Regions from separate parts of the Oryctolagus cuniculus genome. Here region 2 is linked to region 1. The links are chromatin contacts, called in public Micro-C maps. All regions are on one chromosome and are shown on one strand. Each heading gives the region's core, a stretch centred on a gene start, on an enhancer-like site or on the middle of the called end of the contact. The rest is flanking DNA. Distances are from core to core; before and after follow the strand shown.

Region 1 (6,339 bases), core at 2,057-4,556:
GGGACAGACAGAAAGACCTGTCATCCTTGGTTCACTCCCCAAATACCCACAAGGGCCAGGGCTGGGTCATTTCCAAGCCAGCAGCGCAGAATTCAGGTCTGTCGCGTGGATGGCGGGATCTAACTACTTGAGCCATTACCTGCTGCCTCCCAGATTCTGTATTAGCAGGAGGCTGGGATGGGAAGTAGAGCTAGGACTTGAACCCCAGGCGCTCCTGTATGGGATGCGCCAGTCCAAGTGCAGTCAGTCTTAACCACTGAGCCAAAAGCCGGCCATCTAAAACAATTCCATACCCTTTGCAACGCTGCCAGCACTACATACTGAACAACAGTCAAATTTGCCTGGTGAATCTTCCAGAACTTGGAGCACGTTACCCCCAGAGTCAACGCACCTTCCATTTGCATGGTGGTTATGTTTTAGAAAGCAACTACTCGGCCTAGGCTGCTGGTTCCCCCTAGCTGCCTTGGGATAGTGCCTCCTCCCTGCCCACTGCCAGAGCCTTCCTGGTTCCCATTCACTGTTCTCCTCTAGGGCCCAGGGGTCCCGCAGCGGGAAAGCAGAATCCCTAAGGGCTCTTGGCGGGCCAGGGGCCAGCAACACCAAGGCCCCGCAACACCAAGGCCCCGCAACACCCTCTGGCACGAGGACTGCCAGGGCGAGCGGGCCGTGGACTCACGGGGTGCGGGAACGGGGCGTCTCTCTACCTCCACAAGGCCCAGCCACAGCAGCTCAGCCACGACAGCAGCACCGCCACTCCCGGGGTCGCCATGGCACCGGCTTCACCTCGGCCCAACGGCCTCACCAGTGCCCGTTGGGCTCCGCGCGGTGGCGGGGCTGCGGGCTGCACAGGCGCGCCAGGGCAGGGGCACGTGTCCAGCCGCGCGAGGAAGTGTGCGGAGGCCGGACGGCTGGCGGGAGCGCGCAAGTGTAAACCAGGTTTGCGGAAAGGCGTGACTCTGGCGTCTTCTGAGTGTAGGTTTTCGCCCAGTTCTTCCCGAGACTCCAGCACCACTGCCATAGCAAAGGCGTTCCTGCAGAGCGTGCCAGGGAGCAAAGCGTGCTGCCACAGACTTCTAAAGGGAGCAGAGCTGAAGAGTAATGCGTTGCTTATTGAGCACCTACTGCATGCTCAACACTGGGCACTTGCTACAATCTGCTGTGACCTGGGAAAGCAGTAGAAGGTGGCCCAAGTCCTTGGGCCCCTGCACCCGCGTGGGAGACCCAGAGGAAGCTCCTGGCTCCTGGCTTCAGACTGGAACAGCTCTGATCGTTGTGACCAATTGGGGAGTGAACCAGTGGACACCTCTCTCTCTCTCTCTCTCTCTCTCTCTCTGCCTCTCCTTCTCTTCTGTGTAACTCTTTCAAGTAAAATAAATAAATCTTAAAAAAAAATACTGAAACGCCTTGAAAGATCATTAGAGAATGTGGTGTCGTATATGATTTGGGAGACACTACATATGACACGATTCTATTCCCACCTTTTCCCAAGCAATTTTTATCTTAATGAGATGTGTAGTTAATTTCTGTGCAACTGAAAGGGTCAACAGTAGACATACTCTATAATCTAGCACTGAAAGGCACTTAGAAGTAATGAGTAGGCTATTCAGTAAGGGACTGGGCTCTGGGCTCTGTCTAGGTACCAATTCACAGCCCACTGCATCAAGTTACCTAGCTTTTATTAAAATGTTTTGTAATGTTTATTTTTATGTACTTCAAAGGCAGAATGAGAGAGAGAGAGAGAGACAGAAAGAGAGAGAGAGAGAAAGAAGTATCTTTCATCTACCCATATACTTCCCAAATGATCATAACAGTGAGAGCTGGGCCAGGCCAAACGTAGGAGGCAGGAACTCTCTCTGGGTCTCCCACGTGGGTGGGCAGGGGATCAAGCTCTGGAAGCATCATCTGCTACCTCTCAGGATACATTAGTAGGAAGCTGGATTGGAAGAACAACAGCTGGGACTCCAACTGGCACTCTAATGTGGGATATAGGTGTCCCAAGAAGTTGCTTAACCAGCTGTGCAACAGCTCCATTTTTTAATTAAAAACACATTGACTTGAAAACAAAACAAAACAAAAATTATTTATTTGGAAAGTTGAAAGGGAGGGAGGCAGGGGGAGGAGAGAGAGAGAGAGAGAGAGAGAGAGAATTTCCTCTAGTGGTTTATTCCTCAAATACCTACAATATCTGGGGCTGCAGCAGGCTGAAACCAGCACCCTGGCACTCAACGCAGGTCTGTCACATGGGCGCTAGCACAAGCACCTGCACCATCACTTGCTGCCTTCCAGGAACCACGTTAGCAGTGAGGCGGGCTGGGAAGCTAAGCCAGGCACTCAGATATGGAATGTGGGCATCGCAAACAGCATCTTTACTGCTGCTCCAAATGCCTACCTAGCGACCTCGCTTTCATCCTGCAAAATAAGGATAAGATAGTATCACCTACCGTATCTGCAAGGTTGTGAGGAATTCAGAATTTCATCATAGTACAGGAGCACTTGAAGAAGCTCGTGGAAAATGTGTTATGAAAAAACTATGCAAGGATTTCAAAATTTTTTGCGCCATCATAAACTAGCGCTTTACCTCCATTTTTCTATGACCTTACTGGTGTACTCTCATCTGTACATAATTAACAGATAATTCCTTCCTCTCGGAGCCTGAGCCTTTATCACTAACGTGTAGCATAAGAAGGGTAAGGGCTCTACTTGATCTCTAGATTTCCTGAGCTAATATCCTGTGCCTTACTTTTGAGTTTGCCCTTTTTGACCTGTGCCTCCATCTCTGCTCTTACTGTGGAATTTTACTTTCCATCCCTGAAGGTACACGTTCTCATTTCTTGTTTGCATTTTAAAATCGCACCTTTTTCATTCTATGTACAGTATCTCAGCCCTTAATAGAAATCAATCTTTTAAAACAAAAACGAACGTTTCCAGAGACGGAAACCGGCAGATGGCAGACACCGGGACACCGGGGCACGGGACTACGGCGCCGCAGCCCAGAGCGCTGCATGCCGGGAGCTGTAGTCCGACGCACCTCCGCGCCTCTGAAGTTTGAAAGCGGGAGGACGGGGGAGTGGGCGGGGCGTTGGAGGTGAAGCGCGACTGAAGCCCCGCCCCTGCCCCTTCCGCTCGCGGGGTCCGCGCTGGAGTGGCGCGCCTGGCCGCGGAAGGGGCGCGGCCTCGGCCCCGGGGTGGCGGGCTTGTTGTGCGGGTGGTGCTGCCGAGGTTGGCCTGCGCGGGGCAGTCGTGGTCGCCCCGTGAGCGGGCCGCGGCGGAGAGCGGGGCGGGGCCTGGCTGGAGGGTGGCGGCCCGGCGGGGCGGGGGCGGGGGCGGGGCCGGCCTCTGGCTCCTTCTTCCTCCGCATGTGGCTGGCGGCCGCAGAGCGGTTTAGTTCGCGCACTCCTCGTTGGCCGCGTCCCCTTCGGGCTGTCCTCGCCGCCTCAGCGGAGCCATGGCGTTCGCCGAGACCAACCCGGCAGCATCCTCCCTGCCCAACGGCGACTGCGGCCGGCCCAGGGCGCAGCCGGGAGGCAATCGGGTGACGGTGGTGCTCGGCGCGCAGTGGGGTGACGAAGGCAAAGGGAAGGTGGTGGATCTGCTGGCGCAGGACGCCGACATCGTGTGCCGCTGCCAGGTAAGGCGGCGCGGCTCTGACCGCGAAGCCGGGCCCGGGAGCCGCGGCTTCCTGGCCGCTGGGCTTCTGGTGCCCGGGAACTCGGGCCCAGAACCCAGATCTGCCGGCCAAAAAGGAGGTGTCACCTTGAGGTTCTCTGCTCTTGCTGTGAGCTGCGGCGACAAGCAGAAATGGCGGGAGGTCAGGGACCCCCCCCCCCCCCAACCTGGAGTCTCGGGTGAAGCTCTGGGTGGCTCTGGAGGACAATGCGGCTGACGGGGGATCTTCGATAGACGCGCGGTGCCTGGGAGTTGCAGATTTCGGTGTGGGGACCGGTGCCCGGTTCGGAGACTGGGGCCGGGCGCGGGGTGGGATGCGGTCGGAGTTTGAGGAGCTACCGCCCGAGGCCTGCTCCCGACTCCGGGCGGGGACGGGGCGGGAACCAGGCGCGGCCGCAGAACCTGCCCATCACCCACCCATCCAGGGCGGCCAAGTGGGAGTGGATTTTTTCCAAAATGCCCTGAAATCCAGACTCACCGTTGCCCCACCTGCAGGCCCCGGCAGTGCCGAGTGCTGCCTTCTCAGGTCTACTTTGTTGACATCAGAACCCACCTTCTGGGCTTTGGACTGTTAAAGGGCCCTGTGGGGTTTTGTTTACGTTTGCAGGAGAGATTCTTTACTCTGTGTTCCCAGAAGAAGGGAATCCCCGCTCTGTTACAAAGTGAGGCAAGGAAATACATGGATGTCACATCGGGCATTTGGAACTGTTTACAGTGTCACAGTCACATCGAAAGTTCCCTTCAGGGAAACCGAGTGGTAATGCACTTCCTACCGGGAGACACGTGGTTTTCAGCGTTAAGTTTTCTTCCTATTTGTCGTTCCTCTTGAAGCAGCCTGGTGGCTAGACCTTTGGAAAGGCCCTCAGTTAACCAGCCCCAATTTCAAAATCAGAAATCGATGAGAAATCCTTTTCTGAAACCAAATGTAATCTTTGGAATTAACTATAGCCTTTGTAGGTTGCACTCGTTTTTCTTGTAGAATATTCCTGGCACACTAGGAGGAGATGGTGCTGCAGGTGAGGAAACAAGTCCGGAGGGCGGCGGGATGGGAACCTTTACCTGGAATCGAACACCATTTGAACGTGCAGAAACAAGCAAGTCACAGAGTGTGCAAAGCGAAACAGAAGCAAGCTCTGCCTCCCCCAACTTGATTGTCCTGCTTGTAGAAATCTCCTCTGCAGGTTTCCTGGCTAGGATGGCTGTTGCACCGAGTGGATAAGCCTCCCTCCCTTTCAGCCTTGTTTCCTCTGCCCCTCTGGCAACACACTTGTTCTACCTCCACACTTGGGCACCCCCAGAGGTGTTGCCCTGAATTCCTGCCATGCTGCTGCCCCTTTTGTCTTCAAATCAGATCTGACCATGCTGTGGTGAAAGACTTATTCAGAGGAACCTGAGGTCTCTTTGTTTCCTCTCTGTCATCTCCTTCACCTAGATGGTAGCATTCATGTAGGGCTCAGTTAAGGGCTCTAAGGTTTGGGGAAATGTAACCACTGTAGCATTTATTCTAAAAGAATTAGGAGGGCCGGCACTGTGGTGCAGCAGGCAGAGTTGCTGCCTGCATCAACGCGGTCCCATATGGGCACCAGTTTGAGTCTTGGCTGCTCCTCTTCCCATCCAGCTCTCTGCTAATGGGCCTAGGAAAGCAGTAGAAGATGGCCCAAGTGTTTGGGCTCCTGCACCCACATGGGAAACCCAGATGAAGCCCCTAGTTCCTGGCTTCAGCCTGGCTCAGCACTGGGGTTACAGCTTCTAAGGAGAGAACCAGCAGATGGAAAATCTCTCTCTCTCTCTCTCTCTCTCTCTCTCTGTGTGTGTGTGTATGTGTCTTCCTACCTTTCTGTAACTCCGCCTTTCAAAATAAATAATTTAAAAAAAAGATTCAATTCCTTTGAAAACTACAAGAATTAGTTTGTAGTTTGGAGAAGGTGTCTATTATCAAAGTAGTGTTGAGGAGTTACAGACCACGCTATTCTGATGCCCCGGGAAGACTGATTAACTGAGAAGGAACCAAGTTTAGCGTTACTATGCTAGCTAATGGCCAGGTGTTGGCCGTAGTGCATGAGATGCTGTGTGGGACGTCAGAGTGCCTGGGTTCCAGTCCTAACACGACTCCAGGTTACAGCTGCTTGCTAATGAACATCTTGTGGGTGCCAGGTGATTCAAATAGTTGAGTCACTGCCGCCATGTGAAAGACCTGGGTTGAGTTTCTGGCTTTCAGCTTGAACCTGGCCCAGCCTTGGCTGTTGCAGGCTATTGTGCATACCTGTGGATGGGAGATCTCTCTTTGTTTCTGTGTCTCTCTGCCTTTCAAATAAGTAAGAATAAAATAAAATGTTATCTAACAGTGGAGAAAAAAATGATCAGACTTGGTAGTAAACTTTGCTCACCTTCAAACTTTTGATTTAATTATTTCCTTATATTATCTTTATATTATTGCAGTGCTTTTTTACAAAAAAAGATTTATTTTATGTATTTGAAAAGCAGAGTTACGAAGAGAGAGGAGAGACAGATCATCTATCCACTGGTTCACTCCCCAAATGGCCACAATGACCAGGGCTGGGCAAAGCTGAAGCCAGCAGCCAGGAGATTCATCTGGGTCTCTCCAGGGACCCAAGCTCTTGGGCCATCTTCTGCTGTTTTCCCAGGGGCATTAGCAGGGAGCTGGATCTGAAG
Region 2 (6,339 bases), core at 1,022-3,521, 560 kb before region 1:
TGGTACATAATAACAATAGATCAAAATAACATCCCGTTTTCTGGGTTAAGTCTTGCTAAAAGCAAAATGAATAAAATAAGCCTGCCTTCCCGGATTACTATAAAAATCAGTATGCCTGTCATCAAGTAAGTAGGCCTTTGGCACGGTTTCACGTTTGTCTGCGCAGATCTTCTGGGCTCACCATGACTGGGGAGCTCACGTAAACCCTAGCTGTGAGCCCAAACTACCTTTGTTCTTTGATTTAAAAAAAAAAAAAAATAGAGCTTTTCTGAAGGCTCCAAAAAGGAAACCAAAGTAGAGTGTGATTTTTCACTTCTAAGATGTTCGATTCTACGGTCTCGTAATTCTTTCGGTGTTTTTGCCAATTATCAAACAATTATTTTGGCGTGACTAAGAGGACGGTTAACCGAGGACCCGATTTTAAATCACAGCCCTGAATTAAAGACAACGTCCGGGCCCTTGAAAACTAAACGTGGATGTTAGGGATCCGCGGCTCCGCACGGGCAACACATCAATCCTCTCGGCCCGCCGCAACCCGGCCAGACCGCCCCGCGCACCGCGGCGCAAGCGCGGCCCCGCCCGCTCTCGCTTTTTCCCTCTTTATGAACAGCTGCGTGGGCCGTTACTGTTTCTGTGTTTTTAAGATGCCGGACGAGGTGCAGCCCCGAGTCCCACCACCAGAGAGGCGCGGCAGGAGCGGCTGTGACCCCGAGGCCGTCCTCTCGCGTCCTCACCGAGGCGGCAAGATGGTGGCCGCAAACGCCATCCAGCCGGGGCCGGGGCGGGGCTTCAGCGCGGGCTGAGCGGACTCCGCCAGATTTGGGCGGCCAGAACCCGTCCCCGGCCAGGCCGGCCCCCCGGTGCCCACAGCCGGGACAGCTGCTGGTGTGGCGCCTGCGGCAGCGAGACCCCGACCAGGGTGTGGAGGCGGCGGCGGCGACCGTGAACAACGACGCCATTATCAGCGTCCGCGGGCCGGCGCCTCCTCCGCAGCCCGCGCTGCAGCAGGCCGGGCCTCCGCGGGCGGGGGAGGAGGACGCCGCTGGCGGGGGCGGGGGAGGGGAGGGGAGGGGCGGGGCCCGGCGGCGGCCCGGGCGGGCTGCGGGGCCGGGGGCGGGAGGGCACCCTCCGGAGGCCACCCTTTTCCCGCGGCAGGGACAAGATGGAGGGTGGCCCGCCCCTCCCCGGCCGGGACAGCCCCGGGTCGCAGCGGGCGACGAGGGCAGCCCTCCCCTCGGCGCGCCTACCTGTACCTTCTCTATCATCCGCCATCTTGTAGCCGCGCCGGTCGCCGGGGAGAAGCCCACCGTTAACGGTTAACGTCGGTCCCGGCGTCCTTGCCCCCTGCGGGTCCCCTCCCCCGCGCACCCCCGCGCACCCTGGAGGCGGGGTGGCTCGGAATCGTGGGGAAGGAAGACCCCGGGCGGCGGTAGAGGGAACACTGGGAGCTGGCGCGCTTCCCGCCACGACCCTCGGGCGCGCGCGCCGCCGGCGGGTCGGCCGTTGGACCCGGTGTCGCCCTCCAGCCCGGGGGCCCGAGCCCGGGGACTTTGGGTCTAGGGGAGTTTATTTCACAAGGTTCCGGGCCCCTCCTTTCTCACCCCTTGGGGGCCGCGCGCGCACAGAGTGCTCGCCCCCTCCCCTCGTGTTTGCAAGACGTGGCGTTGCTTTTTTTTTTTTTTTCTTTTCCCCAAACTGCCGATTTGGAAACGCAGCCAGAGCTGCTGGGTGAAGAGCTCAGCTCCTGGGGGGGTAAGGGGGGCAGACCCGAGCCGCCCTCCAGCCTCCTCCCTCCCCATTCACAGCCGCGCTGGTCCCCCGGTCCGCGCCGCCCTGTCCCGGAGCGAGCGAGCCAGCGAGCGCCCCGCCGCCTGTGAGAACTGGGGCTGCAACGGAAAAACTGGGCCGGGCGCAAGAGGAAACCAGAGCCATTCGACTATTATTACTGCGGGAGAGGAGTCGCTGTAGAAAAACATGTGCAAAATACGCGCAAACATTGCGTCGTCAAGGCTGCGATGCCTGATACAAAATAGAAGGTTCTCCTAGCAACAAAAATGGGGCTGGGTTGTGCTCGGTGTTGCATACGTTTAAATGTGTTTTTTTCTGGTGAAATCTGGCTTGACCTGCGTTGTTATCATAGGAGTTTTCAAAAGTGCTTTCCTGAAACTCGGCAGCTGTGACAGTGTCATGGCAGTTTTTTTCTTTTTAGGCTATGTTCACTAGGATATTTTCTTCTGAAAAAGAGCTTTCAATAAAATCCTGATGATGTGTTTCAAACGAGTCATTTATTCAAACTATTTCAATGTGTATGTATTTCAGTGTGTATGTGTATGTGCTAAACAATTTGTAACATAAAACTGATTTATAAACCGGTAACCATAACTTTTTAAGAGGCCTTCGAAATACAACATATTTAATGATTTTATTAACAGTTTTTAGTGCTCCTTTTATTCTGGTTCTGTAATCTGAGTAAGCCCTAAAGCAAACTGACTGTATTCTTCATTATAAAAATACACATTTGGGGGGATGGTGTTGTGACACAGCGCATAAAGCCACCACCTGTCTCATAGGGGCTCTGGTTCAAGTCCCAGCTGCTCCAATTCCAATCCAGCTCCCTGCAAATCAACCTGGGAAAGCAGCAGTTGGCCCAGGTGTTTGGGCTCCTGCCATTTAATGAGGGAGGCTGGGTTGAAGCACCTGGCTCCTGGCTTTGGCCTGGCCTAGCCCCAGCCATTGCAGCCATCTAGGGAGTGAATCAGCATGTCTCCCTCTAAGTAACTTTCATATAAATAAATCCTTTAAAAAATGCATTTTCCTATTGAAGATATCATTTGGTGCTGTGATCAGCATTCTGTGTGAATTTGAATATAAACAATTGAATCATCACAAAATAGCTTGTATTGGAAGATAAATGCTTACATAAAATGATTCCAATTGTATATAGTATGTTCTTAATACCCAGAAATACTCATTAACATTCATTTATATTTAAATCCTACACTCATTGTGTGCTAATTATTTATTTTTAAAGGCTCTCCATATAAATAAGGAAGGGTTTGAAGAAAGTAGGAAACTCCAAATCTGCTCTCGGGCTCACTTGTCACTGCTCTGGCTTTGCTTAGCTGTTGGCAGGCTTTTTTCTTTCTGGAATGCCTGTCCCCAGCTCTCCGTGCACCAGCAGGCACTCTCCCACAAACTGCTGTCCCCTGCTGCTTGTCCTGCTGATGACCTTCAAGGTCACCTACTCCTTCAAGTTTGCCCTCTCAACCCCTTCCTCAGGGAGCTTCTCACGCTGATTTGCTATGGCTTTCCTCCCTCCAGAGGAGGGAACTGCTTCACTCAGCCATATGTCCCTGGTGCCTGGAACAACTCCTCAGTTTTTTTATCTCAAATAATACATAGATCAACAATTAAGAATTAGTCTTCACGGGGACTTGTTGAGAAGATCCACATCTACAACATTCATTGCAAGTAAGGCAGTTTGTCCATTTGCATTGTATTTTTTTGTGTGTAAGTATTGGCAGTACAGGTTAATAAGAATGAAACCCTGAGCCGGCGCCGTGGCTCACTAGGCTAATCCTCCACCTTGCGGCGCCAGCACACCCGGTTCTAGTCCCGGTCGGGGCGCCGGATTCTGTCCCGGTTGCCCCTCTTGCAGGCCAGCTCTCTGCTGTGGCCAGGGAGTGCAGTGGAGGATGGCACAAGTGCTTGGGCCCTGTACCCCATGGGAGACCAGGAGAAGCACCTGGCTCCTGGCTCCTGCCATTGGATCAGTGCGGTGCGCCGGCCGCGGTGCGCCAGCCGCCGCGGCCATTGGAGGGTGAACCAACGGCAAAGGAAGACCTTTCTCTCTCTCTCTCTCTCTCTCTCTCTCTCACTGTCCACTCTGCCTGTCAAAAAAAAAAAAAAATGAATGAAACTCTTATACTCTTATATAAAAATTTAAAAGCTCAATTTATTATTCTAAGAGTTGAACTGTGTTGTGGCCCAGCGGGTTAAGCCACTGCTTGTGACACCTGCTCCCATATTGGGAGCACTAGGGTCCCAGCCGCTCTGCCTCAGAGTCAGCCCCCTGCTAATGCACCTGGGAAAGCAATGGAAAGTGGCCCAAGTGCTTGGGGCCCTGCACCCTTGTGGGAGACCCGGAAGAAGCAAGCCTGGCCCAGTTCCAGCCATTGAGGCCATTTGGTGAGTGAACCAGCAAATGAAATTTCTCTCTCCTGTCACTCTGCCCTTCAAATAAATAAATAAATCTTTAAAAAAAAAAAAAAAACAGATTTCTCTGCAAACTCCTCCCACAATATTTTTAGCTATTTTACTAAATTTAATCACCAAAGCTTTTTAAGTTACTCCAAACCACATCAATCTTTGCTTCTCAACTCCTAGAGCACATTTACCATACTGTTGCTCCAGGCTTCAGTGAGTAAAAAAAAAAAAAAAAAAAAAAAAAAGTAAATTAACTAACCCCCCTCATTAGTTTTGAAGACCAGAGCTTAATCTTTCACACCTTTTCTATATCCTCAGTACCCAGCCTAACTGGGGACATGCTTAGGACATACTTCTCAACTACTTAATTAGCTGATTACACATAAAAGTACACAATGCTGAAAATATTTCCAGATAAAAATGATTACCCAAATAGTAAAATAAAGGTCCACAGTGCCATTGAGAAATCATCTGCATTATGCTGATCTTTTTTTTTTTCTTTATTTATTTGAAAGAGTGACAGAGGGGGGCCGGCGCTGTGGTGTAGCAGGTTAAGACACCACCTGGGGCCGGCACTGTGGTGCAGTGGGTTGACACCCTGGCCTGAAGCACTGGCATCCCATATGGACGCCAGTTTGAGACCCGGCTGCTCCACTTCCTGTCCAGTTCTCTGCTAAGGCCCAGGAAAGCAGTGGAGGATGGCCCAAGTCCTTGGGGCCCTGCACCCACATGGGAGACCCGGAAGAAGCTCCTGGCTCCTGGCTTCAGATCGGCGCAGCTCCAGCCATTGCAACCAGCTGGGGAGTGAACCAGCAGATGGAAGGCCTCTCTCTCTCTCTCTCTGCCTCTCCTCTCTCTGTGTAACTCTTTCAAAATAAATAAATAAATCTTAAAAAAAAAAAAAAAAAAAGCACCACCTGTGATGTCAACATCCTGTATGGGTGCCAGTTCGAGTCTTGGCTTCTCCACTTATAATCCACCTCCCTGCTAATGTGCCTGGGAAAGTATTGGAGGATGGCCCAGTTATTAGGCCCCTGCACCCGTGTGGGAGACACAGAAGAAGCTCCTGGCTCCTGGCTTCAGCCTGGCCCAGTCCTGGCTATTGCAGCCACTTGAGGAGTGAACCAATGGATGGAAGAGCTAGCTCGCGCTCTCTCTCTCTCTCTCTCTCCCCCTCTCTTTGTAACTCTACCTTTCAAATGAATAAAATAAATATTTACAAAGAGAGAGACAGAGAGACAGAGAGATCTTCCATTTGCTGGTTCACTCCCCAAATGGCTGCAATGGCCAGAGCTGGCCCAGGCTGAAGCCAGGAGTCTAGAACTCCATCTAGGTCTCCCATGTGAGTGGCAGGGGCTTCCTCTGCTGCTTTCCCAGGCTCACTAGCAGAGGTCTGGATAAGAAGTGGAGCAACCAGGACTTGAACTAATGCTCCAATAGGGGATGTTGGTGTCACAAACAGTGGCTTAACTCCCTGTGCCACATGCAGGCTCCTATACTGATATTTGACTCAACTTTCCACTGTCTTTGTAGAAATCTTACACTTTTTTTTAAGTATTTATTTATTTATATATTTGAAAGGCAGAGTTACAGAGTGGCAGAGGCAGAAAGACAGAGAGAGAGAGAGAGATCATCCACCACTGTTTTACTCCCCAAACGGTTGCAATGGCTAAAGCTGGGCCGATCCAAAACCAGGAGCCAGGAGCTTCTTCTGGGTCTCTCACCTAGGTGTAGGGGCCCAAGGACTTGCGTTATTTTCTACTGCTTTCCCAGGCCATAGTAGAGACTGAATCGGAAGTGGAGCAGTCAGGTCTCGAACTGGTGCCCATATGGGATGCCGGCACCGCAGGTGGAGGCTTTTCCCGCTACACCACAGCGCCAGCCCCCATATTACATTTTAACTCTTTTTTTTAATATTATTAGCTTGTTTTGGTCAATGGCAAACTATAACCATGCTTTTTCCTTACAATATATTTTGCTTCTGAACTACAGCTTGAGTGATTTTGTAATATTATACACTGCCAAAGCATTATTTCACTTAGGTATCTCAGCAATTTTCAGAAACTCAGAACCATAAAATTATTTTTAATCCCACTTGAGAATATTTCGGAATATCAGGGCTAAATCAGAAAA

Evidence for each region. Hi-C and Micro-C count contacts between places; a contact is called where the count stands out from the background.
Region 2: a contact with region 1 is called in a Micro-C map of ear pinna, with 5 times the contacts expected there. The contact joins the promoter of EFCAB2 here to the promoter of ADSS2 in region 1. A contact is called at or near these places in 2 of 6 Hi-C or Micro-C datasets (ear pinna and an unstated tissue).

Annotation. Positions count from the first base shown.
Region 1 is chr13:64,416,110-64,422,448 of mOryCun1.1, reverse strand. It overlaps ADSS2 (adenylosuccinate synthase 2), which reads left to right and starts at 3,306. Exons shown (of 13, transcript XM_070055619.1): 1 at 3,306-3,628. The coding sequence starts at 3,446. It overlaps CATSPERE (catsper channel auxiliary subunit epsilon), which reads right to left and starts at 995. Exons shown (of 22, transcript XM_070055618.1): 1 at 705-995. The coding sequence starts at 769.
Region 2 is chr13:64,973,958-64,980,296 of mOryCun1.1, reverse strand. It overlaps EFCAB2 (EF-hand calcium binding domain 2), which reads right to left and starts at 2,271. Exons shown (of 7, transcript XM_008268166.4): 1 at 1,254-2,271. The coding sequence starts at 1,272.